Regions from separate parts of the Mus musculus genome. Here region 2 is linked to region 1. The links are chromatin contacts, called in public HiChIP or PLAC-seq maps. All regions are on one chromosome and are shown on one strand. Each heading gives the region's core, a stretch centred on a gene start, on an enhancer-like site or on the middle of the called end of the contact. The rest is flanking DNA. Distances are from core to core; before and after follow the strand shown.

Region 1 (2,700 bases), core at 147-2,646:
GGTTCAGCTGCCAAGGCAAAGACCTGAATTTCCCAATACCCACAAATATGGAGAGAAAGTTGTTCACTGACGTACACACGCATGCACACACACACACACAATGTTAAAAAATTAAATGCATACTAAGGTTATGTATGGGTAAATAGAAGGAATGGGGAGAAGTGTGTGTGAGTGTGCCTGTATTCGGCCTTTCCTTCCTGCCTTAATTTTGTAGTGACTAAGAGTGTCCCTAAGTACACACCTGGTGCTAGTCAAAAGCTTTGGCAATTACAGTATGTCTGACTCTTGTTTGCCCTTAAGGCAAAGAACAAGCAGGGACCAAAGTCTTCACCATCTATCTGCCCCTCCTAGAGGTCTGCATAAAGCCCACATTCAATCCAGGAATTCACAATGATGCAGCACCTAATTGAATATAGGTGTTTACTGGCACGGATGACTATACAGGAATAAATTCCTCCGTCAGCCACCACGTCTAACTTTTGGCCATGCAGAGGCAGGGACCACACCTGAATGAGTCTTGCCTACTTTACTGTAAGTACAGCCGTGTTTAAGGGAAAGTTTTTCAATGCCATCGGTTAAGCTCCTTACTGGTTGTAACTACAAAACGAAAGGGTCCGAAGAAAAGTGTCTAAGATTCCCTCCAAGTCGAGGTCCTATTTATTATCTGTAATCTCTCCAGAGACTCTTGGTGGACAGAAGTGTGGACTTGAGCAATGGCAAAGCCAAGCAAGCAAAGGCAGTTAAATTCGAGCAACCGCAGTAGTTTGGAGGAGTGAACCCTGGCGGCAAGGCGACTACGAAAAAGAGTACGGCTGAGAGGGACCAGTTACAGAGGGGCCCCTTGAGCTATACAAGTTCTGAAAGTGCCTGCCCGTCTAAAGGGACATGGCGCCTAAGCCAGGATAACTGCACCCACAGACACGGAATCTGACCCTGAATCGCCCTGGCTTCAAGACACCGTGCCCAAAATAAACAAGTTAACGCACTCTGGGGGGCGTTTACAAGTTTTGAAATAACTTTCTGAAGATGGGGATCCCTCTGCACTGTCCCCCCGCCCCTGCCCCCATCGCCCTCTTTCCAGCTCACTCCACTGCGCCGTCAGCCGGCCGACATGCAAGCAGCGGCCAGACCGGGTTAGGATTCCGTCAGGCAGGGCCAGAGCCCCAGGTCGCTCCAGCCGCCGAAAAGGAGGCCCTGTCACCCACCTTGGTGCTAGGGTCTGGATCGGAGCAGCAGCTGAAAGCGGTCTCATCAGTGAGGCCACTGGACGCCGGCTGTGGCTCTGCCATGGCTGCCCTGGAGAATCACCAACCTGCCCTAGTAGCAAACAGGCCAGCGGACCACACGCTCCACAAGGCCCGGGGGACGCCTTTGCAGTCGGCTGAGTGACAGGCCAAGGGGCGGGCGGACGCGGCTCCCAGCCAACCACGGTGCACATGGCTGTTGGCTGTCTGCTGATTGGATTCCAGTGAGTCTGGTTCAGCATGGCGAGACTACATTTTCCAGAATGCCATTGTGCACAATAGTGGCAACTCTTAAAAAAAAAAAAAAAAAAAAGTGTTAGGAACCTGATTTTGCTTATAATTACAAAACTTGAAAACTACCCATTCCTCGGGGCGGCAACCTCATAGAAAATTTCAGCCTGGTGGAAATTACGCTTTTTAGAATAATGAGAGCTTGAACTGGGTGTTAATCTTTTTAAAAATTGTATAAGAACCTGAAGCCAGGATAATTGAAAACCATTCGAATTTAGGATTTTGTTTTTGTTTTCAAGCAGCTAAGTTTAAGTATTTCTTCCACTATATTTTTGCCCGGGGAGCATGGGGTACTTACTGGTCTTCCCAGAGCCTCCTTGGAGAATGTGTGTAGAGAATGTATGTAGAAAATGTGTGTAGAACCGAATAACTGTGGTTTGACTATGCAGTATACACAAACCACCTGAGTTTGAATGGGATTCTAATGACTCACTTCTACACACAGAGTATGTGTGTAGACAAAACTGATGGGATGTCTTATCTAAAATTAGCTTTTAAAATGTGGTGAATGGTACAGGTATGGTGGCTCACATCTGTAATCCCAGTCATTGGGAGGTAGAAGTAGGAAATTTAAAGCCAGTGTGGGCTACATAGTGAGTTCAAGGCCAACAATGGGCTTCATGTGACTCAGTCTTAAAAATAATTAAAGAAGCTTTGGTTCTTGGTGAATCTTTCCTTAATCTCTCCCTCTCTCATCCCCTCCCCTCCTTCTTGTTTATCTATGACCACATGATTAACACTAGGGAGAGAAATGTGACAGGAACTGATAACTCTAATGTAACAGAACATAAAGAAGACAAACCTGGTCTTAGGAGAAAGAGGTATAGGTCATATACATGTAAGGCCAATATAATAGGTTCTGTGTGCAGAATATGTAAAAAAAAATTACAGATCAATGAAAAATACAAACCAATAAAAAGTGGCAAAGAGGAGAACAGGCAGATTGCAAAACAGAGAACACCGTGTGTGAAAATTGACTTCAGTTTTCTAGTACATAGGGAAGTCCCTTCCGAGGCCTTCAGGTTAAGTTTTTAAAGTAAAAACCATCATGGTTAGTGTGGAAGGCAGAACACTGGAATCAACAGGCACAGCTGGCAGAAATCTAAATTACTAGAAACCTGTGGGGAACCTATTTGACAGCAGTTGGTGGAGCTGAGGGGAGCCC
Region 2 (2,700 bases), core at 72-2,571, 88 kb before region 1:
AATCCTGGGGTTTGCTGTCCAGTCGCCACTCAGCCTTTTCAGCATGTCCCAGCTCCCAGTAAAAGACCCTGTCTCAAGATCAAGTTGGATGACTCCTAAGGAATAATACCGAGGTTCACCTCTGGCCTCCAACATGTTGTGCATACATATGCATGTGCACCCACAAAGCTACTATCATTTGAAAAGAAATCTAGATCTGATAACTCAGGAAATAAGACCAGGCTGAGGACATCTATTTAGGGCCCACCAGCATTTCAGGAATGTCCCGAAACAGTCAGCAGAGGAGTCACTCCAGGAAACAGTCAACCTCACCAGAACTGACAAACATCAGAAACCTTCCAACAGAACAGCACAGAAGCAAGCTCAGCTTCTCTCAGGAGCACTCTGCTCATTAACTCTGAGAATGTAGATGGTGCTGGGGCTCACCCGGTACTGTTCACTATCCTAAGATAATAGGCTCTTGGAATCTCTGGCTTCTTAATATAGAAAACCGTGGTAACATCCACTAAACGTAATCCTCAGTTTTACATCCTGCTAGCACCAAGATCTTCCTTCCTGGAACCCAGTCAATACCTCTGTTATTCCCCACTGCTCAGCCATCACTCCACTGTATCTGTTGTGCAGATTAAATTCCCTCCTCACACGTCTTCCTGAACCCAGTTTAATTCTTCCAGATCACCCAGGAGAGCACCACCATGGGATGATTGAGCAGAAGGCAAGAAACCCCTGTCAGCTGGAGTGGCACTGTGATTGGGTGAATACCAGTTTGGAAGATGGGTGAGGTTAAGAGAGACAGCTGAGTATCCGAGGGACCCTGAGTACACCCAGAAGGCTTATGCTGCCCCATAATAGAATGTCTGCATGCCAGTTTAAACCAGATCATAGAAATCTTTGAATGGTGATTCAAATCTCCTTCCAACACAATGACACAAAAAGCATTTTATAGGGCTGGAGAGATGGCTCAGTGGTTAAGAGCACTGGCTGCTCTTTCAGAGGTCCATCTGTAATGGGATCCGATGCCCTCCTCCTGGTGTATGAAGACTAAGCACTCATGTACATAAAATAAACAAATCTTTTAAAAAGAAAGCATTTTGTAATTGTCAATTACTATTATTTCATTTGCAAGAAAAATCAAAATACTGTTATTAACATCACCCATTACTTAGAACCTCTATGTGTGCTACCTAAAGAATTAGATACAGGGCTTGGTCAAGGAAGGAGGAAATGACAAGCAACCTTTCAGGAAAGTGTCTACAACATTCTGAGGAGCATATAAAAGAATGTGTCCAGAATGACAGGAAATAGCTGTGCTGGGTTGGTGGCAGCTCATCCTGTTGGGACAGATGGCAGAGACAGACACCCACAGGAAGCAGAGCTCTGTGCTCTCGGCCCAACATATGCTTTGCAGACCTGCACCACAGCTCTGCAGCTAGAACTAGCATATGATGCCAACAAAAGTCCTAGGTGAGGAGGGGAGCAGGTACTTACTGAGCATGCCTCTGTAGTTGAGGTCCATATCCCGGCTCTCCGACCGCACTTTGATGGCATCAAGAATAGCATCCGGAGACAAGAGTCCTGATGGCCTCACGACGTTCAGAAGCTCAGTGAGGCTCATTAGAGGTAAGCGCACAGCCTGCATGATTTCAGCATGATTCTCTTTTGCATTGTGCTTACACCAGTTTAACAAGGCTAAGAAAATATCTTTCTCAGGAGCAGCAAACGAATCTCTTAAGACGATATTCAGGAGTGCTGTCTGCAAAGGGTAAAAAAGGACCATAAAAAGTCAGCGTGGAGCACGCCCACATGCACAGCCAGTCAGCCTGACCGGACCACAGAAAGCAAGCCTTTCCTTGGGTTTCAGTCTTCCTAGCTCTTCCCTTCTCCACTGTGTAATACAGCATTGGGAAAGCTGAAACAGGGGAATTACTGTGGATCTGAGGTCAGCCTGGGCTACATACAGAGTGAGTTCTAGGAAACACAGGCTATTCAATTTTAAAAAGAAAAAGAACAGCACCCTTCAATCAGACTCAGGCATTCTGTGCCACTATATAAAGCAATGAGGTCTTTCCCACACATCTATACCTGTCTTTTTTTTTGCTTTAAACAGATTTATCTTGTTAGTTTTTAAAATTACAATGCAGAGCAAGTGACGTTTGCAAACATTTTGTTCTTACTTGTAACACTCCTTTGCTCCACTTCACATGCCACTACCATACATACACACACACACACACACACACACACACACACACACACACACTCACTCATACATACCTACCTTTTTTCGAGGTCTCCTTTCTTAAGATCTCCTCTTCCCTTTATATAGCTCTCTTCCTAGCTCATGGCCTACCCCTACTGTGTTGGTTAACTTGTGTCAACACAAGCTATACAGTCTTCTGGAAGAGGAACTCCCAACTGAGGAAATACCTCCATTAGATTGGCCTGTACACACTCTGTGGGGGCATTTTCTTGATTAATGGCTGGTGTGAGAGGAGGTCCAGCACACTGAGGGCAGCACACTCCTGTGCAGATGGGTCCTAGGTTTAACAAAAAAAGCCAAGCTGAGCAAGCCTTAGGGCCAGCACTCCTCCAGGGCCTCGGCTTAGGCTTCATTCCTGCCTGCACATTCCTTCCCAGACTCCCCCAGTGATGATGGAGGGTAACCTGAGAGCTGTCAGCTGATAGAAACCCTTTCCTCCC

What was found. HiChIP or PLAC-seq counts read pairs in DNA pulled down with a chosen protein or histone mark.
Region 2: a contact with region 1 is called in an H3K27ac HiChIP or PLAC-seq map of the HPC-7 cell line, with 5 times the contacts expected there. The contact joins the enhancer-like site here to the promoter of Glo1 in region 1. A contact is called at or near these places in 1 of 39 promoter capture datasets (the HPC-7 cell line), 2 of 484 Hi-C or Micro-C datasets (the HPC-7 cell line and embryonic stem cells), 7 of 115 datasets of contacts at active chromatin or transcription factors (CD8 T cells, the HPC-7 cell line, the SCID.adh cell line and 4 more) and 3 of 9 other capture datasets (adipose tissue, liver and pancreatic islet).

Annotation. Positions count from the first base shown.
Region 1 is chr17:30,611,263-30,613,962 of GRCm38.p6, forward strand. It overlaps Glo1 (glyoxalase 1), which reads right to left and starts at 1,397. Exons shown (of 6, transcript NM_025374.3): 1 at 1,206-1,397. The coding sequence starts at 1,289.
Region 2 is chr17:30,523,225-30,525,924 of GRCm38.p6, forward strand. It overlaps Btbd9 (BTB (POZ) domain containing 9), which reads right to left. Exons shown (of 11, transcript NM_027060.1): 4 at 1,489-1,753. Among named protein-coding and RNA genes, the nearest start is that of Btbd9, 52 kb to the right of the region's middle. Within about 2 kb of position 1,322, at least 45 of the 459 cell types and tissues checked have an H3K27ac peak or open chromatin away from gene starts, as enhancers often do. A contact at or near this core is called in the HPC-7 cell line and the SCID.adh cell line, where this site is marked.